Regions from separate parts of the Mus musculus genome. Here regions 2, 3, 4 and 5 are each linked to region 1. Evidence: chromatin contacts called from public HiChIP or PLAC-seq, Micro-C and promoter capture Hi-C data. All regions are on one chromosome and are shown on one strand. The core of a region is the stretch at or near the end of the contact, and the rest is flanking DNA. Distances in the headings are between cores, read along the strand shown. Region 1 holds the start of Zcchc7 (zinc finger, CCHC domain containing 7). Region 2 holds the start of Gne (glucosamine (UDP-N-acetyl)-2-epimerase/N-acetylmannosamine kinase). Region 3 overlaps Rnf38 (ring finger protein 38). Region 4 holds the start of Dcaf10 (DDB1 and CUL4 associated factor 10). Region 5 holds the start of Rnf38 (ring finger protein 38).

Evidence for each region. Promoter capture Hi-C pulls out the DNA fragments that hold promoters and counts their contacts. A called contact is a pair of places that touch in the nucleus more often than the background predicts. HiChIP or PLAC-seq counts read pairs in DNA pulled down with a chosen protein or histone mark. Capture Hi-C pulls out chosen DNA fragments and counts their contacts.
Region 2: a promoter capture Hi-C map of hippocampal neurons shows a contact between it and region 1, with 2.3 times the contacts expected there. The contact joins the promoter of Gne here to the promoter of Zcchc7 in region 1. A contact is called at or near these places in 3 of 39 promoter capture datasets (the HPC-7 cell line, HPC-7-derived erythroid cells, embryonic stem cells and 1 more) and 2 of 115 datasets of contacts at active chromatin or transcription factors (astrocytes and bone marrow-derived macrophages).
Region 3: an H3K27ac HiChIP or PLAC-seq map of extraembryonic endoderm stem cells shows a contact between it and region 1, with 4 times the contacts expected there. The contact joins the enhancer-like site here to the promoter of Zcchc7 in region 1. A contact is called at or near these places in 7 of 39 promoter capture datasets (the 3T3-L1 cell line, 3T3-L1-derived adipocytes, the HPC-7 cell line and 4 more), 3 of 484 Hi-C or Micro-C datasets (CD4 T cells, Th1 cells and embryonic stem cells) and 4 of 115 datasets of contacts at active chromatin or transcription factors (astrocytes, embryonic stem cells, extraembryonic endoderm stem cells and 1 more).
Region 4: a promoter capture Hi-C map of liver shows a contact between it and region 1, with 3 times the contacts expected there. The contact joins the promoter of Dcaf10 here to the promoter of Zcchc7 in region 1. A contact is called at or near these places in 2 of 39 promoter capture datasets (erythroid cells and neutrophils), 1 of 484 Hi-C or Micro-C datasets (embryonic stem cells), 1 of 115 datasets of contacts at active chromatin or transcription factors (regulatory T cells) and 2 of 9 other capture datasets (adipose tissue and liver).
Region 5: a contact with region 1 is called in a Micro-C map of embryonic stem cells, with 4 times the contacts expected there. The contact joins the promoter of Rnf38 here to the promoter of Zcchc7 in region 1. A contact is called at or near these places in 1 of 39 promoter capture datasets (cranial neural crest), 5 of 484 Hi-C or Micro-C datasets (CD4 T cells, LSK cells, embryonic stem cells and 1 more) and 3 of 115 datasets of contacts at active chromatin or transcription factors (astrocytes, memory CD8 T cells and neural progenitor cells).

The regions. Positions count from the first base shown.
Region 1 is chr4:44,753,173-44,759,038 of GRCm38.p6, forward strand. It overlaps Zcchc7 (zinc finger, CCHC domain containing 7), which reads left to right and starts at 3,387. Exons shown (of 9, transcript NM_138590.4): 1 at 3,387-3,520. It also overlaps the pseudogene Gm12463.
Region 2 is chr4:44,068,962-44,074,827 of GRCm38.p6, forward strand. It overlaps Gne (glucosamine (UDP-N-acetyl)-2-epimerase/N-acetylmannosamine kinase), which reads right to left and starts at 3,756. Exons shown (of 12, transcript NM_001190414.2): 1 at 3,401-3,756.
Region 3 is chr4:44,158,534-44,164,399 of GRCm38.p6, forward strand. All of the region lies in intron 2 of Rnf38 (ring finger protein 38), which reads right to left. Among named protein-coding and RNA genes, the nearest start is that of Mir5106, 60 kb to the right of the region's middle. Within about 2 kb of position 2,983, at least 30 of the 459 cell types and tissues checked have an H3K27ac peak or open chromatin away from gene starts, as enhancers often do. A contact at or near this core is called in extraembryonic endoderm stem cells and memory CD8 T cells, where this site is marked.
Region 4 is chr4:45,337,715-45,343,580 of GRCm38.p6, forward strand. It overlaps Dcaf10 (DDB1 and CUL4 associated factor 10), which reads left to right and starts at 4,387. Exons shown (of 7, transcript NM_153167.2): 1 at 4,387-5,013. The coding sequence starts at 4,454. It also overlaps the pseudogene Gm12585.
Region 5 is chr4:44,230,628-44,236,493 of GRCm38.p6, forward strand. Rnf38 (ring finger protein 38) reads right to left here and starts at 3,278. Exons shown (of 12, transcript NM_001379580.1): 1 at 2,916-3,278. The coding sequence starts at 3,180.

The sequences.
Region 1 (5,866 bases), core at 2,137-4,636:
CTCAATAGCAACCCTAGTCTGTGGGACTTGTCTCCATTTCTTTAGAAGATTTATTTTTATTTCTCTGTGCAGGTGTGTGCCTGTGTGACTGTCTGCTATGTGTACGCAGGCATCTGCAGAAGTCAGGAGAGGGCATCAAATCACATGGGGCTGAAATTACAGGCAGCTGTTACAGAACTGCCAAGGGGCTGCTGGGAACTGAACTCTGGTCCTCAGGAAGACCAGTAGGCACTCACCTGCTGAGCCATCTCTTCAGTCCCCGTTCTGATTTCTTGGGCTTTTCACTTTCGAACAATCCTTTACTTTTAGACAAGGCTATCTAAACATTGTCTTTAAAAAATTTTAATGAATATTTTGCTTTCTGTAGGTGTTGTGCCAGTTGTAAACATCAAAAGACAACATTAGAACTTGTACTCTCAAGTAGTTTTACAGCCCAGCCTAGCTGGGATAGAGCTATGAGAACAGTGAGAGGGAGGTTCATACAATGGGTAGGAAATCCTATAAGCCCATCCTGTGTGTGTGAATGAAGTTTCTCTGAAGGCTTGGGATTTTAACAGAAGAGACTAAGAGAACACTGGACGGGCAGAGGGTACTTCGCAGGCAGAGGGGGTTGCTATGAAGACACAGATGTGGGAGAGCATCATGCGTTAGCAGCTAACTGCTCAGAATTCAGCATGTTAGTTAATGACACCCCATTGCTTTGAGCTGATATGGGTTTACTTTGCATATATGTGTATACACATGCACGTGTCTCACCAGAGGTCAGAGGATAATCTATGGGAGTCAGTCATCTCCTTCCACCACTTCAGTTTCAGAAATCAAACTCAGGTGGTCAGGCTCAGCAGGAAGTGACCTCACCCACTGAACTATCCCTCAGTCCTCCACCTTTTAAGGTATTTTGTTGGCTGCATGAGTAACAGTGAGAGGCGAGGCCACAGCCATTAAGGGTTATGCTCATTAGCTTTACATTCTCAAGAGAAACAAGGTAAAGGAGCAGCATATTTATTCTGGCTCACACCTCTCTCTTTATCCCCTTCTAACTCTGTCTGGGTGCTTAGTTTCCCTGGATGGTAGGTACAGCTCACATTTAGGTCCTGACCTAACTCCCTCACTGAAAATATGCTCACAGGATACCCAGAAGGGTTCATCAGTGCTTTTCAGTTTGATTAAGCTGATAAACTCAAGATTAAGCAGTATTCACTACTTCTGGCAGTTAGAAATCTGTTCATCTGAGTCGGTTTCTCCTTTTTTGTAAATAGAAATTAACACTAATAATAAAAATAATCACTGAGCACGGTGGCACACGCCTTTAGTCTCAGAAGCTCAGCAGGCAGATCTCTGAGTTCAAGGCCTGTATGGTCTGTATAGAGAGTTCCAGAACAGCCAGGACTACACAGTAAAGAGATCTTGTCTCAAACAACCAAACACACATAATAAAAAAAAGTTAGGTTTTTAAGGTTAGGTTAGGTTGCACCAACTTGCAATCCCAGTACTTGAGTTTAAGGCTGGACTAAGCTCTGTAGTAAAACCTAAAAAACTAGCAAAAGGGGCAGCAAAACAATATTGTTATGAATGGGGGTACCTGGTGGGTACTTAGCTCATGCCAAGGCATATTCCTGAGTAATTATGCCATGCAACAGATCTGGTATAAAAGAGGTTTCCTGGGGGAAGGGAGAGGACTGAGGACCTGGGACAGGGTAGGAAAGGGTATAGAGGCAGGCAGGGGCCACGAGGGCAAGAGGTAGGGGGACCTCTGAGGACAGACGGGGGAGAGGGAACTCTGAAAACAGAGAGGGGGGAGGGGAAAAAAGAAAAAGGAGAGGACATATGAGATTATGGAACACACAGAGAGCCGGGTGGCCAGCAGTCCTTTTATAGGTCCTCTAATCCCTTGCTCGGTCCCTGGGAGGAGTCTAGTGAAATCACCTGTAAGCTAACAATATACTAAGAGGAGTTATTATGGCCCTTGATTAAAAATTCAGTCTTTTAATACACACATACACACACACAAACACACACACAGCATTCCTTTGGCACATATTCCCTGAACTGTCCAAACATGTGACCTACTTCTATACCACTTTTTCTATCCCCCAAATAGGTTTTTCAATTTTGCCTTTTTATAGTGTCTTGTCCCTTTCTTTCCTAGCACATAACCATAATGCTAATCGAATTTTGTAATTATTTTCAAACTCCTAATACTGTAACAAGACCTTAAAATTCTTCTACTTTATCTGGACTTTCTAGAACAGCCTGACATTTTCCTGAAACTCTTCCCCCAACCCCCCTATAATTTAGTTTAAGTAAATATAAGCTTAGTTTTCTAATAACGTAGAAGGCTGACAGCTTGGCTCTAATATGTTCAATAAATGTTGGCAAAAAGATTTAAAATCAAACTCATCTATCAGGGATGTTGTCAGTACCTAATTCGGTATTTGTAAAGTTGCTTAGATGAACTTATGTTTGTTTGTGTTTGACTGTGACAAGGTCTTAAGTAGCTCAGGCTATCTTTGACTGCTCCACGTTGCTAAGGATGAACTTGAATTCCTTATTTTCCTTTTTCCACCTCCTCTGTACTAGGCTGCTTATGTGGTGGAACTTAAAAATGAACCCAGGGCCTTCTATGCGGTAAGCAAGCACTTTACCAACTGGGTTACACGTCCAACCTCATAATTAAAGTTTTTTTGTTTTTTTGTTTTTTCTTAAAGGTGTGACCAAGGGAACCAATGCTGGAGGCCGTGAACACCGTCTCCTAGTACCAGAAAGAACAGCATTTACTCCGTGTTGCAGGAGTGCAGCTCTTCACGGTTCACAAACAGTTAACAAGGCGGAAGCACCTCCGAGTGCACTTTACAACCTAAGGTGAGAAAAGCCGTGCGGTCACTATTCCCACTAGCGGAAAAACCAAAACCCAAACCAGACACTCTCAAAAATGCCTCTTCCCGCGCTGGCATTATCAAGGTCCCTCTCCGAAGTCACCTACTAACCCTAAATCCCCTACTAACTCTGACCTCCACCCGGAAAAGGGGCCGATTTGCTCTGCGCCACGTGTTACTACGAGGGCGTCACCCAGAGCTAGAAAAGAGACAGCCCCTGCCGACCGGACCAAGGTATCATGGGAATTGTAGTTTTCTTTCCAACACGGGAGTAAGTGAACTCGCACTTACTTTTGCCCTTCAAGTAGCTTCTATTTAGTATAACTCATAAGATAAAAATATGCACCATAATTTTTTCAGCCGAGATTTCTTTTCGAAAGGAAGGATGAAGAAAAAAAGAACAAAACCAAACACAAAGTTTATAGGCGGAGAAAACAAAGGGTTAATAAGCGTTACGCATGCGCTCGGAGGACTCGCGGGTTGGGCGGAAGGACAGCTCCCAAGAGCTCTGTTTTCCCCGGAAGTACCTTCTCCTCCCTGGAGTCCGCGCGGACGCGGCTTCCTTACCTCATTTGTCCTCGCCCCTCCCCGTTCCTCTACGCGTTTCGGTTCCTGGTTGGTGCTTCCTGGTCGCGGCCGCGGCAGTGAGTATGTGTGTGACGGACCCCGAGCTGTCCCGCGGCCGGGGGACCCCTTCCCCTCTCCGCCTCGCCCGCGGAGCTGTGGAACTAATGCGTGCCCCTCTCTGGCCTTCCCCTCCCGGTCCTTCGGGGCTCAGCGCAGTGCAGCGCAGCAAATGGCCTCTCAGCTCCGTGCCGCCCCACGCGGCTCAGTGACCGGGCTGGGGTTTGGCGGCCCGAGACCAGGGCTTGGGCAAGGCTGGGCGGCGATGGCCTTGACGGGCACGTCTTCTCTGTCGGCGTTACTCCACCGCCTCCCACGGTTCACCCGTCCTGGGGAGGTGGGCCAGTCCCGAAATGTGGAGGTCTCCCTTCGCTGAGGGGAACCTGGCCCTCAAGGATGCGTCCAGTCGGGGGCCACCTTAAGCTGGTGCTGTCAAGTAGCCGCTTCACGAGTAGACACAAAGAATCTGGGAACTATGCCCCATTCCTTATATAAAACCAGGGTATCCTAAGATGATCCTCTGCCCCCGCGCCCGCACACCCTAACAGCAGACAGTTGTAGTCAATTTTACTGTGGGGAAATCGAGGTTGGGAGTTGGCAGCCCCCAGTTCCAGCCATCACTGATTAGCTGCCGACGCTCAGAATACCTTTAGGTCGAGTTTACTGTGATTTCAAGTCTCAGGGTTGAATGAAGGAAACTTTTTTTTTTTTTTTTTTTTTTTTTTTTTGAGACAGGGTTTCTCTGTATAGTCTTGGCTGTCCTGGAACTCACTTTGTAGACCAGGCTGGCCTCGAACTCAGAAATTCGCCTACCTCTGCCTCCAGAGTGCTGGGATTAAAGGGGTGAGCCACCACGCCCGGCAGAAGGAAACTTTTAAGGGCCTTTTTTAGCCCATTGGATAATTTTTTTCCTGAGCCTGTTTTTCCCAAGTATAAAATCACCCTTAATTTAATGACTAGGCTCCCTTCAAAAGCTCTCGACTTGGTGTTGAACATTTAGACCTTAAATTGCAGCGTGTGTATTTAAGACGGTGTTGTGCTTTAGGGACAGTTAATTATTGTCATTTAGTCAGAGGATGGGGAATGATCTGAGGGAAGAATTGGAAGTGAAAATTGTATGAAAACTACACGATTAACAGTGCATGGGACAAATAGGAGAAGCACTGTTTCCAGCAGAGTCCAAAGAGTAGTTAGAAGTTAACATCAGTAAATTTAGCATGCATTTCTGACATGGAGACAAGCCCATTGTTTCTCTCTTTGATGGTCCCATTTGGATTCCTTACCTCCTTTGATTGGAAGTGACAGTAACATTTGAAAAAGGGGCAGACATTTTAACTTTTGTAATTGGTTTTGTTTCTGCCTTCACTGAATCTCAGTAGCACACTGAGATTCTTGTAAGTTATAAACCTAAGTGGAGAATAAACTATTAGTCATTTTATCCATTGACAACTGTGGATTTAAAAATTCAGCCCTCAAGGTGGGGTCCAGCCCCAGGTAGAACACTGGCTTAGCATGTCCAGGCCCCTGGATATAGTCCCCAGCACCATCAAATGAATAAGACCAAATTTGGGATTTAAATCTACCTCAGATGACCTATAGCACCCAGAAAGAAGCTCTAAGCTGGAAATACTTTGAAAGAAAATTAAGAGCAAAGCGTCTAGAATGACTAGTAGGTAATCTTTTAAGGGGGAATATTGGCTTTTAAGTCTTGGTAAATTCTGGAAACCTAATTAACCTTTGTTAGTTTAAAGAAATTCAATGACTGTCCCCCCCCCCCAAAAAAAAAAAACCACAGTGAGTGGTTTTATATTCTTTCTTTAGATAAGCTTCTTTTCCACTTCTGATATTTTAGATTTTAAAATGTGATCAGTCTTCTGAGTTGCTGTGCTTTGATAACATCTTTTGTTTATTTACTCTTTGGGGATGGGTTCTAGGGGTTAAGACAGGAACTTCTGACCAAATGCTAGGATTATTGTGTGTCCCTGTGCCCTACCACACAGAACTTTGATAAAGTTTAAGTACCAGTTAGGTTCTTAAATAGTAAATTTGTAAGTTTAAATGTCTACTACTCCTTTTAATTAAAATGTCTGTTTCAGGTTTGTATTCCCTGTGGAAAGTTAATGTATATGTCAGATAAATGTAGGTGTTTAGCCAGTACACATATAGCAGTATTTGTAGTGATGATTAGCTTAGATCAGGAACATGTAAATCATGCTAGCCGAGTTCTTAACCAAGTGTCCAGCCTTAGGGAGGCCTCCTTGTGTCTTTGGACCTGTTTCTTCAAATGTTTCTAAAGGGAGTTTTGTGAAAACAATCCAGCAGGTACTTTTTAGATGTAAATGTTTGTCAGAAACATGTGTTAGCTG
Region 2 (5,866 bases), core at 2,506-5,005, 680 kb before region 1:
TGACGTTTAATTCACTGGGTGAGGCAAAGCAAATGATTGGCAGCTGGTCGGTTTCTATTTATTTTACACAACAATGAACTTTCTCTCTGCTGGTGGTTTGTGTTTGCCGGGTTATGCTGAACTGTTCTAACTAACCCAAGTAAGTCAGCGGTATAAACTATAAAAACACAAGTGTCCTTTTTAATTTTTTTAAGTCAAAGCTTTTTAGGAAAATAAATAAATCTTAGAACCTTTTAAGGAGAAGTACTTCTCTTTTTAAAAAATATTTATTTTTATTATTTAATCCTTTTTTTACAGTTCAGACTTTATACCCCTCCCAGACCACTCCACATCCCATACCTCCTCCCCGCTAAGAGGAGTATTTCTTGAATTTTAAAAACTAGTTATTTCAGAGGGAGAAGAGGGTGGATCTGGGGGAAGAGGAAGGGAAAACTGCCCCTGGAATGTAATGTCTGAGAGAATAAAAACATTTACAAAATAAAAATATACACACACAACTAATTATTTCAAACTAGATATGGTGTGGCACACCTTTAATCCCAGCACTTAGGAGGCAGAGGCAGGCAGATCTCTAGGAGTTCCAGACCAGCCTGGTCTACATGCAAGTTCCAGGCCAGCCAGAGTCCTGTAGAAAGACCATGTTCCAGTAAATAAATAAGCAGATGAAGAAGTCACCACACACCTAAGAACAGAGTGTGCCAGCTGAGCTCTCAGCCACGTGGCTCTTCCTAGTAGCTCCTGTCAGCCACGCGGCTCTTCCTAGTGGCTCGCAGCACCAGTTTGGTTCCCTTTACTTTCTTTTCTTTTCCATTTTCTCTCCTCTCCTTATCCTCACCATTTGTTATTTGGGCTTATTTATGGGTTTTTGGTTTTGTTCTTCTGTTTTGTTTTGCTTTTTGAGTTCTTTGTAGCCCTCCCTGGCTGGCCTAGCCTGACACTCATTACATAACAACCCAACTCGACAATCCTCTCGTCTAAGCCTCCAGAATGCAGGAATTACAGGAATGCACCATCTTCCTATATATACATATTTATTTATAAATATATATGTGTGTGTAATGTATATTATGCAATTGAAAACATTTTACAAACTGTTGCTACATTCTTTATTTTTTAAATATTATGTTTCTGAATTAAATAGGAACATTGAAAAATTTAAAGGCAATGGAAATATCAAACCAAAGGTACAATATCAGTTTTATGATAAGTGAAGGGCTATGAGAGCCATGGAAGCGAAATCCTGAGTGAACAGTACTTCCTGAGTCTTCGGCTGCGTGGGGCTCTGCACAGAAAACGGAGACAGGCACGGAGACTCTTGACTTAGGAACTGACACTGGGGAAGAGGGCCTAAGACACACAGACCCCAACCATTGTGCTTTCACAAACAGGAGCAACAAAAATCAGAAACTTGACCAAATTGTTATCTGTTCTGCGTGAAATAGTCCTAAAGGGACTTTTGTTTTGTTTTGTATTTTTTGAGACAGGGTCTCTCTACATAGTCTTAGCTGTCCTGGGATTTTTTTTTTTCCCACAGACCATGCTGGCCTCAAACTCACTGTGATCTGCCTGCCTCTGCTTCCTGAGTGCAGGGATTAAAGACTTGAACAACTAAAGACACATTTTATGGTGCAGATAGTGAGCAGCATCTTCACGGTCACTATCAGATGCGGAATGTGACAAAGTGGACTTAAACCATTTGAAGGAAATTTAGGTTTCATAAAGCACAAGGCAAAGCAAGATAAAACTTGCTTCTTTACCTAGTGGAATGTTAACCAAAAATGAAAATTGATCAACTGTATCTATATTTGCCAGTGGATACTGTGTATCCCCATACAAAAGTCTGAGGTCCCAAACATTGCAAAATGCAAACGAATAACACGGGAGCCAGTGAAATGGCTGGCTGCATGGGTAAAAGCGGAGGCCAGAGGGCAAGTTCCAGCATCAGGCCACTGGAGAGTCAGGAATGGGGTTCAGACAGACAAGGAGCACAGGGGCACGCTTCTGTAAGATCTGGTATGAGTGACAGGAACACAACAGCAAACACCCAAACAAACAAAAACAAGCAGAAAGGAAAGGCCACCCTTGGGCCGGAGGACCAGACAATTAGGGAAATGGGGTCTTATAAAATGCCCAACCCAGAGTCCACCTGCCAGAACTTCCAAGTCCGGGGGCCCATCCCATCCCACCAGGAGCTGTCAGCTTGCTTCAATAGAGCTTTTTACTTCACTTTCTCTGCCTTTGAGTCATCTATCAATTCTATGCCTGTCTCACACACAGAACAACCTCACCAGCTCTCCCCTACGTTTCTTTCACCTTGTTGGAGACAGGCTCTCTAAAAACAAAAACAAAAACAAACAAAACAAAACAAAAACAAAAAACAAAAAAACCCAAGGCTTCCGGATTGCTGTTATTACAGCTGCTCGAATTATAGGACCGGTTTTACTGGGTTTGGAGCACCCAAACTCAAGTCAAGTTTGAAGCGTTACACCAGCAGCAGCAGCAGCAGCAGCAGCAGCAATCTCCCTGGCTCCGAGAAATGGCAATGCTCACAAACTACATTCAACTCAATTGTGCTTTTATAAATGCTGCAAAAGGATAAGTGAATGTCCCAACCACGAGAAAGTATAAGCACACTTGTGCAAGCAGTCACCAGCAGAGAAACAACAGTAAAGTAAACGTTTGCTAAGTGCTTCCTCCAGCAGTGGGCTAACACGGCGTTAGACACGTTATTCCATCCTCATTTTCTCTACTATACAGACAGGGACACTGAGGTGTAGAAAAAAAAATCCACTTGATCTAAATCACAGTTAGTTAATGACTGATAGAACTTCAATTCAAAGCCAAGTCTAGATGACCTTCCTACACGCAGGTCACTGCCGCACACACCCTCTACCTTGTGTGTATATTCCACAAACATCCACGGGTGCAAACCTTTCCGGAGAACTTGAGACACTCCTTTCTTTCACTCAGAGCGGATGGAACTCACCGCAATAAAAAGGGAAGGGCTGTACAGAGTTCTCAGAACCCTGCTGCCCAGCTATAATAATTCAGTTTGATGTTCCTTCCAGAGCCCCTACAGTCGGGCTAAACCATTATCTTTACTGTGAAACCATTCCCCGCCGCCACACCCCTCCTATCGAGGTGCAAAGCCGATCTATTCTTTCCTCTAACAATTTTACAAGCCTGTTCAAGGACGGATATAAACGTCTATCAAATTTCCAAGGACACCGAGTGTCCAGACAGTCAGAGTTGGGCAAGCCTCCAAGAAGTCCCTCGGTGCAAACCCTCTCCCCACCTAGGCAGTGCTGGGCCCCCGCAGCTATCTCACGTCTCTGCCCAGGGACCCAGGGCCGTGCCGCCTGCTGCGTGCACGGATGGGCTGGACCCTGGCCAGGCCTACCTCTGCAAGCCCCGGTCCCCATTCACCCGCACGCTGAGTCTGACAGCTCCGGGATCCCACGCCGGAGCAACGCACCGGGCGGGAGAGGCGCCCTGCTGCGTAGAACCCGGACGCCCAGCGCGAGGCCCACAGCTGCAGCAGAGGTGCCGGAGCCTGGCACGATGCTCGTGAGTCACCGACTGACTCGTGGCCTCCGCCGGGTTAGTTCCCTCCGGCGCCACCTCGGCACTTGGCAGGCTCGCGTCCAGCGGGTCCACAGGGCAGGCCCCGGCAAGCGCACCCGGTGGCTTCCGCTACCCGGCGCCGCTCGACGACTCGGCGCTCGACCCAGCCCCAGCCATTGCTCCTGCATTCGCAACGCACACCCCGGCTCCCGCGGAGCGCCGAACGGTCGATCGCTCCGGCTCCGCCTGCACCGGGTCCCAGCCCCTCCTTGGCGTATTTCTGTTGGTCAGTCGTGTGGCGCACCTTCCGCTGTCGTGTCGCCTCTGGTAGTGGCATCCACTCGGTTTGCTGACCCTTATTCTCGCCTGAGGGTGTTCTCTCCTCTGGCAGAGCCCACAGTTAAGCCCGAGTTCTCCCACGAGATGGTTGTTTTAGCTTTGCACCCAAGCTGAGTGCCATCTCGTGGACCAAACTCCAAGGCAACTCAGTGTCGGTAGTCCTAGAGTGCACCCTGGAATTTAAGCTTTGCCACCCCTGCCACGAGGCTCTGGCTGAGTGCAGCGTGACAATACACATGCTAGTCAGCTCTGAGTTATCTGTCACTCCAGGGATCTAGGCAATTCTATTACCAAATTTGGGCCTCACAGTTTTTCCCCTTGAAGCCAAATTCTGTCACCTGTTCTCCATAAGTTAATGAGAACAGAGTTACTAGTAAAAAAAAAAAAAAAAAGCAAAAAAACGGAGGTTAATTCAATGTGGCCATGTTGGGAAGAGGGACAAAGATATCCAAAGACATATCCCCTGGATCCATTTTGGGACCTCAGATTTTAGGTTAAAATATATAGAGTTCGAGATGTGCACATCTAAGAGGTCCAGGGCAAGCTGTAGCCCACCTGTCACTGTCTGGACTCTAACTTCCCCAGCAAAGTGGCAGTCACAAATTGTCAGTCCCGTGTGAAGTCTCTTTTCAGCACCAGCATTCGGTCTTTTCCTTCTCTGAGTATGAGATTCTTGGGGAAAATTTCAGGGTTTTTTGAGGCCATAGTTTCAATAGTCTGATAGATTGAGGTACACAGACATCTCAAGAATATCTGCTAGACTAATTGCAGATCCAAGACCCAGGAAGGTGGGGAGCGGCCTGTGCTGCTAGCTCCTGATGAAGGTTGGTTTTGTTTTGTTTTTAAGATTTTATTTTAGCTTATTTTTATCATGTATATGGGGTAGGGGGGTGGGGCAGAGGATGTGTACACATTAGAGTGCACATGTCAAAGTCCAGAAGAGGGTAACAGATACCCTGGAGCTGAAGTTAGAGATCGTGGTGAACCTCCTGACATGGGTGACATTTCCCACAGCTAGGTGCAAGAGAATGAGAAGCTAGACAGTATTCTGAACAGCACAGCTGCACCTGTGTCTCAAACAACAACAAAAAGTCACAAGTGAAACTTTCAGATCTACTTTTTTAGGTTGTTTTTTTTTTTTTTTTTTTGAGACAGGATCTTACACTGTACCTAGCTGAAACTGGCACGGGATTGACTGTGTAGCCCAGACTGGTCTCAAGCCACGTCAGTCCTCCTGCCTCAGCTTCCATTGGGGGTTCTTGCTATAAGCTAAATGTGGACCCCATCAGACTTTTACAGCTTGTGGTCTATCTCAGTCAAGGATGAAGCTCTGGTTTGCATGGTATTAGTGTAGCCATGTTGGATCCTGCAAGGGTCATCCCATCATGAAAGGACAGACAATGAGTGGTTTTGTACACTGAGGTGACATTGTCTACCTTTCTGTCTGAGATCAGCAACCATCGATTTGTAAGTTGACCAGGTCACCATTCATGAATGCTCTGATAACACGTCAATTTCCAACACATTTCACATCATACTTTTTTTTTCTAAATACCATCTGAGCTGTTGGGTAGAGAATGGATTTGAATGGATTTGTTGAGAGTCAAGAGTTGGTTCCAGTGAAAATTCCACTGAAATAGATATGCAATTCATCTGGATGTAAAACTCATGAGACTTATTATTGACGGGTTATGAGTTAGAAATAAAGAATGGCTATATTTATAGCTTCCTAGCACTGATAACAAAGTGCTAGTACTCTTTTATCTTCCATATCTTACGCTTCCAGAGGTTGGGGTGAGCCCAGAATTTGGGGGAACCAACATACAGGCAGTAGCAGGGTATCTGCTCTTTGGAGGCTGAAGGAGAGAAGTCATTTCCTCACCCTTTCCTCGTGGAGACTGACGACACTCCTTGGCTTGTGAATATTCTCACAGCAAGACTTCCTGGCTGTGCCTCTCCTGCC
Region 3 (5,866 bases), core at 1,733-4,232, 600 kb before region 1:
GTTCTGGGCACTACGCAAGCAGTGATGGCTTAAAACAGACGCTTTCATTTATCCTTTCCTACACCCTACATATTTTACTTTTATCTTCCTACAGAAACTGAATGGTTAGAACAAATGATTAAGACATAAAAGATTTTTTTTTTTAAAAAACAGAGTATTAAGTGGCAAAATAATGAACAGTAGCTCAAGAGAAGATTCTTCAGAAAAGCTCAGAGTTACCTTCAAGAAGTCTCTGAGAAGAGTACTAATTTCCACATACAACAGAAAGTAAGAGGATACTCACAAGCTTGTTTAAGCCTTCCTAGAAACAAGCTAGAATGTATCTGTGACTTTCAGCCCTGTGTAGGGAAAGGGTAAACATATAAGAACCTGGAAGAAAGCTTTGAAGTGAGCATCCTCTTGAATGGTAGTGTTCTGATCACTTGGGAGAAGAGGGAACAGGCTCTGAAGTCTCACCCTTTCACAAATCACCTTGTTAGGATGGCCAGGTAGAGGTGCTGAATTGGCCCCGGGAGATATCTGGGAAAAAGAGGGAGAAGAAAAGGATAGTTCATGCTGGCCATACTGACATGGAGAACAAGCCTATGAAGGAGAGCTGAGGTTTCGAGTGTGATAGTTCTGTCAGCAGACGGGGCAGGGCAAGAGGAACTTTAAACACAAAATACAGGCTGCACGAACGGTCTCTAGCAATGGAGCTTCTCATACAAAAAGGTTTGAGATAAAAAATATCACAGCTTGGGGAGCTCAAGTCCCTGTTCCCCAAATACCTAGGAATAGTAACCTCTAAAGACCAGACTTCAGGCTAAGACCTGAGGTAAAACACTTAAGTGGAGTGATGAATGTTTACCTACACTGTATTTTTTTCTCAATGTACTTTTAGTGACCTTGGTGAAAAAAGACTTGACAATACTTATGGTAAAAGTTCTATACTATCAGCTGAAAGACTGTGTGTACTTCATGTACAAATGTTACGTTTAACTGAGGATGGCCTGTCCAGTCTATCCAATAAACTTTAGCTACATCTATTCAGTACTAGGGAGGCTGAGGCAAGAACATCCCAAGTTCTAAGCTAACCTGGGCTAGAAATCATGATCTTGTCTCAAGATTTAAAAAAAAAAAAAAAAAAAAGAAAAGCAAATGAAAATCCTCAAACAGTAACAAAAGGCCAAATAAAGGAAACAACACAAAACTAAAGGCTCTGCTAAGGAAATGAAGACAAACTCCTAAGTCTGAAAGTAAACAACTGTAACGTAAAAATCTGGACTGTAGTTTAAATCTCCTTACATTTGTGTAAGTCTGTAGCAATTTAAAACCATGAACAACACTCTTCACTATGTTGTGACAGTGAAATTTTCCTTGGGGACTCCAAGTTTAAAGACTTGTTTATGCTCACACATACAAAAAAAATAAGATAAAATAAAACGTGCTTAACACCGTGTGCTTTTACAGTTTTTTCCCTCAGTCTTAGATCTAAGGGTCTCCTTGGTAACAGGCACTAAACAAAAAAAGGGCGTGGTTTCCTACCTTCTAACAGGCATATGCTAGCAAAAAAAGGAGGGGAAGGTGGAAAGGAAAGAAAAAGAACCAAATCAATCGCTGTTAAGTAAGTTTCTGATGACACTGACACGGAGTGCTCTGCTCTGAGAGCCGGACGGGAGCAGGAGAGTAAGAAAACACAGCTCGGGGCTGGTGAGATGGCTCAGTGGGTAAGAGCACCCGACTGCTCTTCCGAAGGTCCAGAGTTCAAATCTCAGCAACCACGTGGTGGCTCACAACCATCCATAACAAGATCTGACTCCCTCTTCTGGTGTGTCTGAAGACAGCTACGGTGTACTTACATATAATAATAAATAAATCTTAAAAAAAAAAAAAGAAAACACAGCTCTCAGAATGGCAGATAGTAAAAGAGATGCTAGAGAGGAATTTAAGGACATCATAAAGTGAATGCTGTAGTACTGCCATGCTTTGATCATCTCTGACCCATCTGTAACTTTGTTGTCAATGTGGCATAAACCTCATAAACATGGTAAGAACAAAAATACTGCCAAAGACCTACTACCACCCCTCAGAGGTTAATAAAGAGGAATATTTGTTAGTTTACTACACAGTATATTTTGGATATAAACTATAGTTTATCTCTGTATTGCAAACATAATGTGCACTCTTTACACTTATGAGTATGTGAAGAACAGTGAAGAATATTTACTGTTTTCTAAAAGCTAAGAGATATATACATGTTAAGGAACTAAGCTATAAGGATTAAAAAATAAAAATCCCAAAGACCTTATTTTAATTAAAAAGCGACGGTCAACAAGATGGCTCAGTAGGTAAAAGGGCTTGCCACCAACTCTGATGGCCTGGATTAGATTCCTGAAACCCACATAGTGGGTAGAGAAAGAGAATTTACTCCCCAAAGTTTGTCTTATGACCTCCACATGTCATGGTTTAAATGTGTGCCACCCTATTAAATAAGCGTGAAAAGGGGAGGACAGAATGGATGCAAGCAACCAACAGTATGATATTCACGCACTATAAAGCAGGAAATACTGGAACATAACTGAATTAATAAGAAAATAAAAGGTAGATTTGATTCCCAGCACAGCACAGCCGTGCAAGTGGCTTGTGCCTCTGACCAGAGCCCTCCTAAGCAGAGGACTGCTAAGAACTCTAGGCCAGCCTCACATAGTAAGTCCTTTCTCAAAACAATAAAACCAACCCAAAAGAGATAAGACGTATATTTGCCATTCTTGATCTTCATTCAGCAAGGAATGTCACAAAAACCTCTCTCCAAATGAGCTGTTCCTTCTTCTAATTAGTACTCTACCTGCAATTCTCTTGGGCGGTTTTTTATGTTCACATAAGTGAAACCTGTAGTGATTTTCACTTTTTAAAGTAAATGGATTCTTTGTATCGTGCACCACATGTGCGCCAGGTGCCCCTGGAGGCCAGAGAGGGCGTGGTCTACCCTGAACTGATTAGATGCAGCCAGTGTTCTTAACTGCTGAGCGCTCTCTCTGGCCCCGTCTGTGTTTTAAGCAAGTCATTTACCATCAACAATCGTGGTCGGTTTTACAAATCTCAAGTACAAGCACCTGGCTAGCAGAACAGAAATCAGAGTCCGCTTTATTCTTCACTCTTTGATCCTTTGGAAAATGTTCCATCATCACAAGTAAAAACAAACAACAAACCCCTGGCACCCTTGGCTCTTGTCACACTAGGAGCTTTTAAGTATATCTTTTCTATCCACAATAGTTTTCTTCTGTCAGAAACTCCATTTATCTCTAAAGACAAATAATATGGTGGAAGAAATTATATTCAAGTCCTACCGTATCTATAATGCATCACCACTGGGCTTGACTGAAGCTAGCACTGACCCTCACGGTAAGTTCATAGATTTATTTGTGTGGAATATATGATAAGCTGACTTCCTATATAACATGTCACCATAAACTCTCATCATTTGTGTATAATCCTCCCTTATTATACTTGGAGCAGATCCCACTGATGTGGGGGAGGGGGAGCAAAGTAGGAATGCATCTCAGGGGGATCAAGATTCCAACAGCTGATCTAAGTTAATCAGGAGAGAGCACCCTAGGAGAACCTGACTTAATCAGAGGCAGTCCTAAAAAACACAACTGAGCCTTTCTTGAGAAGCTATCAGCCTTCCAAACTAAGGTACAGCGCTGTCAGGTGAGAAAAGGGAGCCACAGAGCAGGGAACTGGGGACAGCGGCCCTAGGCACCAGGCCAGAGCAGTTACCATAATCTGTCAACCAATGATTTTAAAAGAAAACAACCAAGGAAAGAGTGTGAACTCCGGCCAGGTAAGAAAGATATGAGCAGAAGACCCAATAGCTTATACCAGAGCTTCTCATACAAGGTTTTTGGCTGGTTGGTTTTCTTGACGAGGGTCTTACTATATATATAACTTAGGCTGGCCTTGGAACTCAAGAGATCTGTTTGTCTCTGCCTCGCAGAAGCTGGGATTTAAGTCCTGCACCACACATAAATTTTAAGATAATAGGTGGTTGTTTAAATTCCAGGTAATCAGATAAATACAACAGAAAGCTAATGTAACATACTACATCTAAATTTACACAACTAAAATGAAATGTTCGGGACTCAAACTTTCCTTACGGAAGCATAAACTAAGATATTTTTATAGGGCTTGGATATCACTCAATGGTAGGGCACTTATCTAGCATGCACAAGCCCTTGCATTTGAATTCTCAGAACCCCCTCCCCACAATTTTTTTAAAAATTGAAACAAAATCTCAACTGATAATGGCTAATTTCATGTCAGGAGATGAACTGAACCCTGTGTTGATTAGTTCTGTCAACCTGATACAAGCTCCTGGTCTCATCTAGGGAGGGAATCTCAGTAGAGAAAATTTAAAATGTACCCTCAAACTGGCATATAGGCAGGGCATGGTGGCACACACTTTTATTCCCAGTAGGAAGATCTCTTAGTGTTCAAGACTAGCATGCTCCATCTACATAGTGAGTTCCAGGCCTAGTCAGAGCTACACAGCGAGACCCCATTTCAAATAAATAAAACAAATTATATAAACACACACATGCACACACACCTACACCTACACCTACCTATAAGGCATTTTCTTGATTAATGACTGATGTGGAAGGGCCAGGCCCATGGAGCAAGCAGGCCATCCCTGGGCAAGTGGTCCTGGACTGCATTAGAAAGCAGGTTGGGCAAGACAGTCTAAGCAGTGTAAGTACCACAGTCTCTACTTCTGCTCCTGGCCTAACTTCCCTTTAGGATGGATTCTGAGCTATATATAAGTGACATAAACTCTTTTTCCCGAGGTTGCTTTTGGTAACTGTTTGTCACACCAACAGGAAGCAAACCAGGACAGTCTCTCTGATCTGCACACACTGTACAGGTTTAATTGAACTGATTAAAAAGGCATGCACTTCAGAAAGACCAAGGAGGACCTTAAATCTTAGTTCACCTTGGAGTTTAAACAGTTTTAAAAGTAACACTGTTCTTTACCACTTAGTTTGACCACCATTAGTCTGTAATTCAAAATGTAAGCATGCTTCCAGTTAATTAAAAATAAACTTGTTACCTTGTAAAAAACTGTTAGGCATAATTTCACTGATTCTTCCTTGATTAGGCTAAGGTTTTACCACACTCCTAAGCTGATACACTGTGTGAGTCTCTAGCCTGCAAATGTTGAGCACTAGGGATACTTGGTAACTGCAGCCTAGCTCAGGATGCAGCTTCTAACTGCCACAGCAGCACAGCCGAGAGGAAATCTGCAACCTCTTAACTTCTTTTTTAGTGTTTGTTTACAGGTAACTAGATGGCAAACTCACCCGGTGTAGCTGGAAAGTAAGACTAACGTTTACATATGCCTTTCAAGCATCAGGGCATTAGTAGTTTATGATACTTTGGGCAGCTAATAACATCAATAACAATTTAATCCTTGTCTTAGAGATTAGCACAGTTGCACTATTGTGCTAATAGGATTTAAGGAAACACTGTTCCTTCTAAAATGGTTTCTAATGGCAGCTTTCTACTATATTCAGTTTTTGTTTTTTTTTTTTTCATAAAAATGGAGAGATTTAACAGTCTTCTGTGCCAGCTTTTTTGTCTGTTTTTAAGACAGAGGATGACCTTAAACTCCCAAGCATCCTGCCTCAGACTCCTAGGTATTAAGGATGTACACCACAACTTCCAGGATAGTACTCAATAATGTACTTTTTACAAATTATGTTGCCTGAAACCTGACTTCAATCCCTAGGATCCACATGTACCCCTGGCACAGGTGAGGCAAACACATAAGATAAATGTAAATGTTTAAATTTACAATTTTTATCAGTAATTTCTTTGCTTAATCACT
Region 4 (5,866 bases), core at 3,137-5,636, 590 kb after region 1:
TGTGTGCTGAGATTACAAACATACACCACCACATCCAGTAGTAACTCTAGATTTTGAAGCCAATGTCTGAATGCAGCTTTATGACTGTAGTTATAGAGCATAATAAGTAAAGACATAATGTTTTTTTTTTCTGGGCTGGTGAGATGGCTCAGCAAGTAAGAGCACTGACTGCTTTTCCAAAGGTCCTGAGATCAAATCCCAGCAACCACATGGTGACTCACAACCACCCGTAATGAGATCTGACTCCCTCTTCTGGTGCGTCTGAAGTCAGCTATGAGTGTGCTTATGTATAATAATAAGTCAATCTTTGGGCCGGAGCAAGCAGGGACTGAGAGAGCAGGGCCAACCAGAGTGAGCAGGGTTGACCAGAGCAAGCAGAGGTCCTAAAAATTCAATTCCCAACAATCACATGAAGGCTCACAATCTATACAGCTACAGTGTACTCACGTACATAAAATAAATAAATAAAATAAGTCTTTAAGAAATCTTTTTACTTAGGGCATAAACATTGTCTGTGGTTCTTTATAACCCCTGAATGAGGTCATGAGCCTGAAAGTCAAGGGCTTATTTCTTAGGATTCAGCTTGGCTTGCTGGTACCCAGAGAGAAAGTGTACATTGGTTTTAATAAGACTTTTTTAAAAGATTTATTTATTTATTTTATGTATATGAGTACACTGTAGCTGTACAGATGGTTGTGAGCCTTCATGTGGTTGTTGGGAATTGAATTTTTAGGACCTCTGCTCGCTCGGTGTAGCTCAGGATGGCTTGGAATTCATGGTGTAGCCTAGGCAGACTCAAACTCTCAGGGAACCTCCTGCTTCAGTATGAGCCACTACACTTGGATAAATATAAACTATTACTTTCACAAATACTGTGTCTTGTTTGGGCTTCACTGGGGACAGAGGGGTAGCCTGTGAGCTCTGTTACTGTCGCCTGGAAAGCAAGCTCTTCAAGTATGATGCCGTCTCTATTTTTGTTGTTATTATTGTTGTTGTTTTACCGAACGATTGTTTACTGGGGGAAGGTGCATCAGTCCTTCTGGGCCACTGCCTTCCTCATGCCTGCCAGCATGTTGCTCAGCTCCTCCTGCTTTCTCTTGGCACAGATGTGTGCCCACCCTCTTCTTGATGAGCTTGAGTGCACGCTTGACCTTGGACACTGAGCAACTCCATGGCGCGCCACTTGTAGGTCGCAAAGCCCCACATCTCCCAGAGCATGTCCTGCACGAACTTGGTGAGCTTGATGAGGCGCCTGTGGCACCTACTGTGTCTCGGCTTGCTGACATTCACTGTCACGTTATGGCCCACAGCCATGGGGTAGCTCGGGACCATGGCTACTGCTCTTCACTGGCAGCCAGGACAGGAAGGAAATCTTTGTTCTTGGCTGAGAGATTATCCATCCATCTCCCTCCCTCCCTCATTTCATGCATACAGGAGTCCTCAGAGGCTAGAAGAAGGCATTAGATACTCTGGAAATGGAGTTACTGCAGGCGTGGGCCACCATGTGGATTGTGGACACTGAACCCGGGTCCTGTGTAAGAACAGGAAATGCTTTTAAGTATTGAGCCACCCTTACAGCCTGAAAATAAATAGGATTTTTGAAGCTAGGATAAGCAAGAAGACTTTTAAAAATGTGTGTGTGTGTGTGTGCGCGCGCGCGCTTTGTCTGCATGCATGTGTATACTTGGTACCCTTGAGGTTAGAAGAGGGTGTCAGACCCCCTGAAACTGGAATTACAGATGGTTGTGAACTGAATCTAGATCTTCTGCAAGAGCAAGTGCTCTTAACGGAGACATCTCTCTAGTCCTTCAGAAACAATGATACTAAACAGATCGAGAACTAACTTACTGCTCCGAAAGCATAAGAGACTGGCAGGAGAGGCCAGTGTCTATTATCATTCCAGCTGTGTTGCATTAGAAGAAATCAGTTGCATAACAATTAAAAAACACAAAACATCTAGTTATTGGGTAGAGAAAAAAATTGTTCCCCACCTGTTTGATGAACTAGGTCTTGAATGTCCAGAGACATGTGATAATAACTGAGACTTGGGGACAGAGTTCGGAAAACCTTTTTGATTATTTACTTCCTTTGTGACTCAAAAAGACCATAAGGAAAATAAAATTAAAAAATAAATAAATAAATAAAAACAAAACAAAACAAAAGGCCATAAGGCCAAAGACTTCCAATGATGTTTTAAATGTGACTTAATTTTGGTTACTAAAGTTGAAAATTCTTAAGCTTTCTAAATGGTATTAGTATATATAAATGGGTCAATGTAGATTGACTTGAAGTTAATTCCTTATTAACGTGGTTGTGTATAAACTCTCTTTGTCTTTTTTTGTTTGTTAGTTTTGAGACAGGGTTTCTCTGTACAGCCCTGGCTGTCCTGGAACTCACTCTGTAGACCAGGCTGGCTTCAAACTCAGAAATCTGCCTGCCTCTGCCTCCCAAGTGCTGGGATTAAAGGCGTGCGCCACCACCGCCTGCTGTGTACAAACTCTCAAAGGTCCTCTGTCAGTGCTCTTAGCCGCTAAGCCATCTCTCTGGCCCCTAAAGGCAGCATGCCAACAGGAAGAGGCACAGCTGAATTTGAGTGCGATTTTTAGTGCTCTCTCAGGTTTTATTTTTACTGATATTATAGAATCATGGTCTTTTTTTTTTTTAAGTTTGATTTTTATTTATACAAGTACACTGTCGCTGTCTTCAGACACACACCACAAGAGAGCATCAGATCCCATTATAGATGGTTGTGAAGCCACCGTGTGGTTGTTGGGAATTGAACCCTGGTCCTCTGGAAGAGCAGTCAGTGCTCTTAACCTCTGAGCCATCTCTCCAGCCCTAGGGTCATAGTTTTAATGTAATATGCTCTTATTTTAGGTTTCAGTAAAAATATCTGGAATAAATGAATATTCACATATTAAATACAAGCATTTTTAAAACCACATATTACTAACTTACTTATTCTGTGCTATAACCACCATTGCCTTGAGCTTATTCACAATTTAACTTTTTGAGAGTCATTATGACATGAACAGAGAACATGTAAACTTATAAACTCTTGTTTATTCCAATTTTCTTTCCTTAGATTCTCTAAATTGTCAGTGAACATGGTTAGTTTTTTCTTCTTCTTTTCTACGGTACTAGGGGTTGAAGTTAGGGCTTCACACACGTTAGATAAACGTTCCACCGCTGAACCACATCCTCAGCCCAGTGAACAGCTCTTCAATGCCTTTGGGACCTTAGTATGCTTTTCATGGGGAATGCCCTGCACTGTGAAATCTGATTATGTGGAGCCAATTCAGACCGAATGATGATTTCTTGATTTTCTGTCTAAAGTTCAACCATTGAATATCTAAGTCCCTTTCTGCAGACATCTTCCAGGTCTGTCTTCACGGGTTGGCACATCCTCCAGGTTTATATCACAGTCACTAAAACGTAAACTCCCTACAACGCTACAGACCTACAGAATTGGTTGGGGTTTATTTTGTTTTGTTTGTTATCTATCTGCCTTTCCTTTTACCTCGGGCTATCCTTTTTGAGGACTAAACTTCCCTGCACTGGAAACCTCTATTCCCTGTTAATGAGTTCCCTGAAAAGAGGTACTCAGCAGCTGGAGCAGAGAGGAATATCGTCAGGGGCAGCAGGAGCGGAGACAGGGGAATATCATCAGGGGCAGCAGGGGCGGAGACAGGGGAATATCGTCAAGGCCCGGGCAGTGCTTGGCAGATGTAGTATGAGTATGACGGACAGTGGGCTCTGGCTTTGTGGATTTGAATTGATTGATCTCTAGCTCCCCTCATTTACTCCTAGCTGCACGTATGTTCTTTTTGCGGGGAAGAGAAGAAGGCTCTAACCCTGATAAAGATTTCCCTTACTGTGCAGCAACCAAGATTTGGGCAGATATGTATGACATCAATAGATTCCTTTAGTCTAGGCCCTGTACAGTCCAATGCTTTTTAAATTCGACTGCTCTTGAATCTTTATAGAGTTCTAGGCTGAGTAAGTAGGCAGTGTGCCAAGAGCTTTACTGTGTGACCTACATATAATACAGTAATCACCGTCCCCTCCCCCAGCCCCTCTTGCTGCTCCATTTCAGTGTAAGGACAACAGTAGATAATCCGACCCAGTCTGGTAGGACTGGTCCGGCACACAGCCAGCCAGTGCTCCCTGACAGCTGAGGGCCGACTCTCTGCTGGTTGTAGTCGGGTTCTGTGTGCCCTACATTGCACACACAGGGCTCGTGGATCCTGACTTCACAGTCCTCCTAGGTTGTGGCGCACCCGGCGGTGGTGTCCCTGCTTTTACGTCCCCGGCAGAGGGCAGCCTAGCGGCGGCGCGGGTTTCCCAGCCGGCGGCTTTAGGGCGCGACACCCGGAAGTGGCGGCTGGAGCGGGAGCGCTGAGTTGTCGGGCGGCGGGACAGCGGCCCGGAATAGGGGGCGGGGGCGTTGGTCATGTTTCCCTTCGGGCCCCACAGCCCGGGCGGGGACGAGACGGCTGGAGCCGAGGAGCCGCCGCCTCTCGGAGGGCCGGCGGCAGCTTCCAGACCGCCCTCTCCAGCTCCGCGACCGGCGTCTCCGCAGCGAGGAGCTGACGCGGCCTCTCCCCCGCCGGTCGCCGGGAGCCCTCGCCTCCCGGGCGGCCCCGCGGTGTCCCCAGCCGAGCGCGCCGGAGAGTTCGCGGCTCCCGGAGCTCTGGAGTTGTCCGCCGCCACCGCGTCGGCGTCGCAGGCAAAGCTGTCACCCTCCTCCTCGCCGCGCAGACGCTCGAGGCCGGACTGGAGGGCGGGCGGGCGGAGCCGGCAGGGCCTCGGCGCAGGCCTGGGCGGCCCCGGGGCCAGACTGTTCGGGTGGCTGAGAGAGCGAAGCCTCGGTCGCGGGCTGTTCGTGGACCCGGCTCGGGACAATTTCCGCACGATGACTAACCTGTATGGGTCCATCCATCCCGCAGACTCGGTGTACCTCAGCACCCGCACCCACGGTGCTGTCTTCAACCTCGAGTACTCTCCGGACGGGTAAGCTCCTACACCCCAGCGGGCTCCCTCCGCTCAGGCTGGCCGCAGCCGCTGGCCTTCGTGCCCCCCGGTACTTTGTCACCTATGAGCCCTGGCCTGGCCTGTTGGGATAGGCAGGCCCAGTGCTTCCCTTCGGGGTCCTGGAGGCTCGGGGAAAGAGAACTACTTTTAAGCCGTCGCTTCAGGTCAGTCGGAGCCAGTACACAACTAGGGCGTTCTGGTACACCAAAACAAATAGGCTTTAAAGAAATGCTCGTCGTTTTCCTGTGATCCTCAGTTGGCTTTGTTCTGATCTGAATTTATGTGAAAGGTAGAAAACTTGCAGACTCTTTGGACCGTGTGCCAGATCCTGCCACGAAGGAGACAAATGAAGGCTTTAGAAAGACACTAAGACTGCAGAAATCCGCTTCTCAGGGTTTGGGCCATTTTGTGGGATAGACTGCATGCTTAGACTGCTAAGATGATTGCTCTTGGTTTACTTCAAGCCATAGGGAATTTTCAGACTACCCCAGGGAAATTTAGTAGTACTCTGTCTTGTGAGTGCACAAGTTTAACAACAAGTTTAAAATACTGCTTGTGGCTCCACGGTAAGATGACATAATAACATTCTTATCACAATATATCAAGACTACATATATATTAAAACATTATAAAACAACCGGTAAACTATATTAAAAGGAGAAGAAAATAGGCTTGAAGGGGGGGAAGCGACTAAGTTAAATCATAATGATGAGGACTCAGCTCTATTTGGAATCTTTCATGGGTATTTACATAAAGATTAAACAAGTATTAGATTTAAAATACAGCAGTGTTTGACACTTCTGGGAGAAAACAGCACATTTATCACCATAAG
Region 5 (5,866 bases), core at 2,028-4,527, 520 kb before region 1:
ACCCTTTTCTCCAGCCCCTGGAATAAGATTCTTGTACTTCTCTTGTATTTATTATTGTCTTTACCCATTTTAGATAGATAGGTACGTCAACCAGCTTTTAACTAGCTATTTGTTACACTACTACTACTCTCCAAGGTGGTTGCACACAGTTCCGTTCCCATTAACAGTATATAAAAGTACAGTTTATTAATCCTAGCAGTCAAGTCAGGAATTAGGGAAGGTGCATCTCTGTGAGTTCAAGGCCAACTTGGTCTACATAGCAAGTTCCAGGACAGCCAAGACTACACAGTGGGGCCCTGTTTTTAAAAGTATTTCCCATCTCCCACAGGGCTAGAGCTATAGTTCTGTGACAGAGGACTTGCTTAGCATATAGGAGGCTGGGTCCTACCCTTAGCACAACAACAAAGCAACAGAAGTTTATTATTTCTCTACAATCTTACTAATGCTCACCAGAACATTTAAGTTCTGCCTGGCTGACAGGAATGAAATAGCATATATTGCTGTTCAATTTACATTTGTCTGATTACAAGTCTTTGACAAATAAATGTTCATACACACACACACACACACACACACACATATACATATAGGTGGAAATACATGCTAAATGTGTTTCTTATAGTCACAGTTTGTTTGTACTATTAGGAATAAAACCCAGGGCCTGAAAGGTACTAGACAAGCACTCTCCCTTCTATTACATTTCAAAACAGGATTTTGAGGCTCAGCAGTTATGATCACTGGCTACACTTGAAAAGGGCCGAGGCTCAGACCCTAGCACCCAAATGAAGGCTCACAACAGCCTGTAACTGGACTTCCAGAGTTTCTGACACTCTAATCTGGCCTTCATGTGATGCACATACATAAACACCTGCAGACAAAACGCTCACACATGCAAAATAAACCTATTAACCAGGTGTGGCAGCACAAGTCTTTTTAGTCCTTCCACTCAGGAGGCAGAGGTAGGTGGATCTGTGAGTTCGATGCCAGCCTAGTCTACAATGCAAGTCCAGGACAGCTAGGGAAGGCTTAGAAAAACCCTATCTTGAAAACACACAAATAAGTAGATAAATAGATAAATAAATAAATCTTTAAACACATACATACATACATACATACACACACACACACACACACACACACACATACACACATGCAAATCTGTAACAAAATCCTAGGATTTTTCCTAAATTGACCAGGCTTCCCACTTGCTGCGGTGACCAGCTGGCCTGAAACTCTTAATCCCTCAGTCTTCCTAGTGCTGGGACCACAACCCCAAAGCAGCCTTCCAACAGCACCCAAGACAGAAAGCTCAGGTACAGTGCAGGACAGTAAAGAAACAGCTGACTTTAAGGAATCAATCTGGAGAAAAGGCCTTAATTAATTCACTTGCTAATTAGTCTTTCTCTTCCTTCTTTTGTCAAGCCTTACTTTCAAGACAATACCTTAGGCACTCTAGGGTCTGTATCCTTAGGGATGAGAATGAAGAAAGTAGGTGAAGTTAAGGGCAGCATGAGTCTATAACATATTACAACTGTCCTTACCAAAACAAAACCAAAAAAAAAAAAAAAAAAAAAAACCACACACAAAATTATGTCAGACCCATAGGAAAACTCTATATTGTAGACAGCGCTCAGCTTGAAGAGGCTCACTTCAAACTTACCCTATTTGCTTTGCTTGCCTTTTGGAAGCATCCCAGTCTTTTTCTCTAAGCTATCTGCTCTCCTCCCTCCCCTTCAGCAATCCCTTTATCTCCCTTCCCCCACAATAACTACATACCCTCTCTTTTTCCCCATTCCACAGCTTCTACTGATCTTTCCTCATTGCCTGCTATCCTTCCATTGCTTTCTCCTCTGGAAATAATTATTATCCCCTCGCCTTTTCTAAGATGCACGCAGAGTAAAAGCAACTCGCCTAATCACCCCAAGTAAGAATGGATTCCTCCTGAATTGTAAAGCAGGCAGGAGGGTGAGTTGTCCTAACCCTCCCAACTTCCTTCCCCCTTCTAGGACAGCTGCTCTTCCTCAGAGAATTCTCCAAGTGTGTTAAGTCCAGACCATCTAGAAAAGGCTCGGATGGCCTTCTGTCGCATGCATGCTTTTACCAGGACCAGTTATGTATTTCTGTTCCGGGCATAAACAAAACTCGGGCAATTTCCTGGAAAAAGACACTGTATAAACAGGCCTCCTTCCCTTTCATTCCCGCTGGGCTGGCTTAGCCTATGCAGTAGTGAGAAGGCTGACCTGGAGAGGGCCAAACGGTCCCCGAGTCAAGTTTCCAAAGCTCTACTCCACTACCTCAATAAAACCCTCTCGGAGCACATCCCCCTCCCCGCCCCCGGCAGGAGTCCTGCTCGCTCCAGCTCCCAAAATCGGCTCCCCAGGGCACTAAGCTCCCGAGGCAGCTCCTGTTTCTCCTTCCTACCTGTCCTGGTCAGCTTAGCATAGGTTAGCTACCCTGGTGGGTGTGCCAGGGCGCAGGCCCCAACCCCCTTCTTCCTACCACTCCAGACTCAGGGGCTGGGGACTCTGCCTCCTCCTCCCAGCCCCCTCGGCTGACGGCCCGCGCCAGCTCCAGGGTGGCCCTGGTTCTCAGCCAAGACACGACTCTAGCTGGCTTTGTGACCTTGGGCAAGTCACTTCCCCCGGTAAGCCTCAGTTTCCTCCCCGGCAGAGCCGATTCCTCACGAGGTCCTGCCCTGCCCACCCCGCAGGAAGGGGCTGCCCAGCGGGTGCGAAAACGCTTTGTGAGGCGCTCTGCCCGGCGGAGGAGCAGGGCTCCCGGGGTCTCCCGGGCTGGACAAAGCTGTGGCGGGCAAGGCTCCTCCCTCTCCGCGGGACCCCTTGCCCCGGACTGACCCTCACCCCTCCCCGCACAGCCCGCCCCGCCCCGCCCCGCCTCGCCGGCAGACCCCGTACCTGCTCCGGGCGCTCTGCCGCAGGCACCGACACCCTGCGCCCCGCTCCGAAGAGGCCCGTGGCCCGGAGGGCTAAGGCGGCCGGCGGTGATGGGCTCGGGCCGGGGCGGCGGCGGGGGCGGCGGGGGGCGCGGGCGGCGGGGGGGCCCGAGCTCGGCGGGCCCCGGCCTGGGAGACGACGACCGAGGCTGGAAGTGCGCGGCGGCGGCGGCTGAGGCGGCGGCGGCGGCGGCGACCGCGACCGCGGCGGCGGCGCTTCCGCTCATGGCGGGGCCGCGGGCAGCGGCTCGGACTGCGACTCGACTCCGGCGCGGCGGGCGCTGGCTGGGCCCGGACCGGCGGCGAAGGAGGCTGTGGCGGCGACGGAGGCGGCTCCCGGCGGGCCAGGAGGCGGAGCCGAGCCGCGGCGGCGGCGGCGGCGGAGGGGGCGGGGACGCCGGGGGGCGGGGAGACCGCGCCGCGCCGCCAATGAGCGCTGGGCTCCGGGCCGTGGCTCCCGGGCGGCGTCTAGGGGGATCCTCAGCAGCCGCGGCCCGCCCAAGCGGGGAGGCCCGGGCCAAAGCTCTCGGCATCTGCGCCCCAGCCCGGTGCTGCCCCGCCCCCGGCCCGCCTCCGGGGCGCGGCCGCGGGCCTCGGAGGCCAGGCCGACCGCTGCGCAGGCCCTGCCGCTCTGCTGCCTCGGGCGGTGTCTGCGCTGGGGAGTGTACCCCGGTCCGCCCCGGTTAGCCTCAGCCTGCCGGGCGTTCCTCTGCCTTCCCTGCGCCTGCCTGCCTGCTTGCTTCCTGCCTCTGCCCCCTGCACGTCGGTCCTCCCTCCCGGTTGTCTCCTCAAAGTTTGTGCTTTTGAGACACTTAGGAAAGAAACTCTCTCTTCGCTTCTGAGGCTGATTGGTGATAGATCAGTCTCCGCGGAGCCCTAGAGAACCGCAGAGGCGGAGACGCAAGAGTTGGAGATGAACGAGCGCCCTTCCCTGAGTCCTGGAGACCCATCTTGAATTCCCAGCAGAAGCCAGTCCGACTCAGCGGTGGTCCTCGCCCCTGTCTCCGACTTTCTCTTCCTCTTTCTCACTTTAAATACCCTTGTCGGGAAAGCCCTGACAGGAAGCCGTCCAGGCAACTGGGCCTAATCTCAGAAGAGGAAGAGGCTTCGAAGTGAGGAAACATTCGGAGCTGTACTGAAGGCTTTCCTATTATTTGGGGAAGATTTCTGAGGATTCAAAACACCATCATTCCCCCTCCCCCCGGTCTGCCCTCTTTTCTCAAATGCGATGTTGGCGGCTGAACCGATTATCTTCCCATCATTCTCTGGCTCTCGGCGTTATCCATGGAAGAGCAAAATAAACCCAACCATGTGCTGAGTAGAGTCTCTAAGTACAGGCATGTGGGTAAGGGTGCAGCTAAGCTGCTGGCTAGATTGTTTTAATAAAAATTAGCCTCAGCTTTTTCCCTGCACCATGCAAAGAAAGACTGGGAGGGCAAAGCAGACGATCTTTGGCAACAGACATTTCCAAGTCCGCAGTTGACACTAGATGATGCATTGTCTTTCATCTATCCGGTCATTAGCGGTGCTCAGAAATGAAGCTACGACGATAATAACGATATTGTCCAGGCCTTCAGAGAGCTTGCAATCTCCTTGGAGGTCAGAGAGTCTTAGAAGTTATGGATGATAATTGCATCAGAGAAGATCATTCTTGGTCACTTGAGATATTTGTAGTCAAATTTCTGAGCTACACAGAACCTATCTCAAAAAACAAAAACAAAACAAAACAAAAAAAAACCACACACACACACACACAACAACAACAAACCTTTTAAAGATCTTAAGAGCCGGACGTGGTGGCACACGCCTTTAATCCCAGCACTCAGGAGGCAGAGGCAGGCGGATTTCTGAGTTCGAGGCCAGCCTGGTCTACAAAATGAGCTCCAGGACAGCCAGGGCTATACAGAGAAACCCTGTCTCGAAAAACCAAAATAAAATAAAATAAAATAAAAAAGATCTTAAGGATGAGTAGTTCACCAAGAAGGACAGCTCGGGGAAGCTGTACTGAAACACAGTGAGATTATCTTTGACCAAAGGACCTAAATTTTCCTGCATTTCATCCCTGAGTTTCTTGTCACAGGAGAGTCAGATAATGTATTTTCAGGCCAGGGCCTCCATCCTAATAAGGCCACTGAAGAACATCTGTAAACTACTGTCCAGAGGCATCGTCCCTTTCATGAATCGCAGCCATCTTGAGCATTGTTTACCCTGTTTTTGTTGTTATTGTTGTTTTGTTTGTTTTTCAAAACAGGGTTTCCTCTGTGTAGCCCTGGCTGACCTGGAACTCAGGCTGTAGACCAGGCTGGCCTTGAACTCATCTGTCTGCCTCTGTATCCTGAGTGCTGTGACTTAAAGGCGTGAGCCACCACCACCCAGCCAGGTTAGTCTCTTTTTATCCCCACAGTCAACACCCCAGAGTCATCTCTTACAGCTCCAAGCTAGAGCAAATGTCTTAAGTGACCACCCTAAAGAGAAAGAACAGACTAGCAGTGTAGTCTAGTCAGCCCAAAGAACCCATCAAAGGATGCCTTGAGACCAGGAAGAAATGAGAGAGGGCCCAAAAGCCCTGAGTCATCGCCACACCCCCTAAGACATCATGAAAGCCTGGGCCCTCCTGCCTGCTGTGGCCCACTGGCCATTCTCCATTGGTGATTAGTGAGAGAGACTAAATCTATGGGTGTAGAAAACCCGCAGGTGTAAGAGATCAATAGGGTTGATCACTAAGGAGGTGCTGCAGAGGTCAGAAGGAAGAAAAGATTGTGAGGAGATCAAACTGGGAAGTTGATCTTTTGGTTATTTTGGGGTTTTTTGTTTGTTTGTTTATTTTTGTTTTATTTTTCAGCGCTGAGGACTGAACCCATGACCTTGCGTTTGCTATGCTAGCTCTCTACCACCTAGCTAAACCCCCAACCC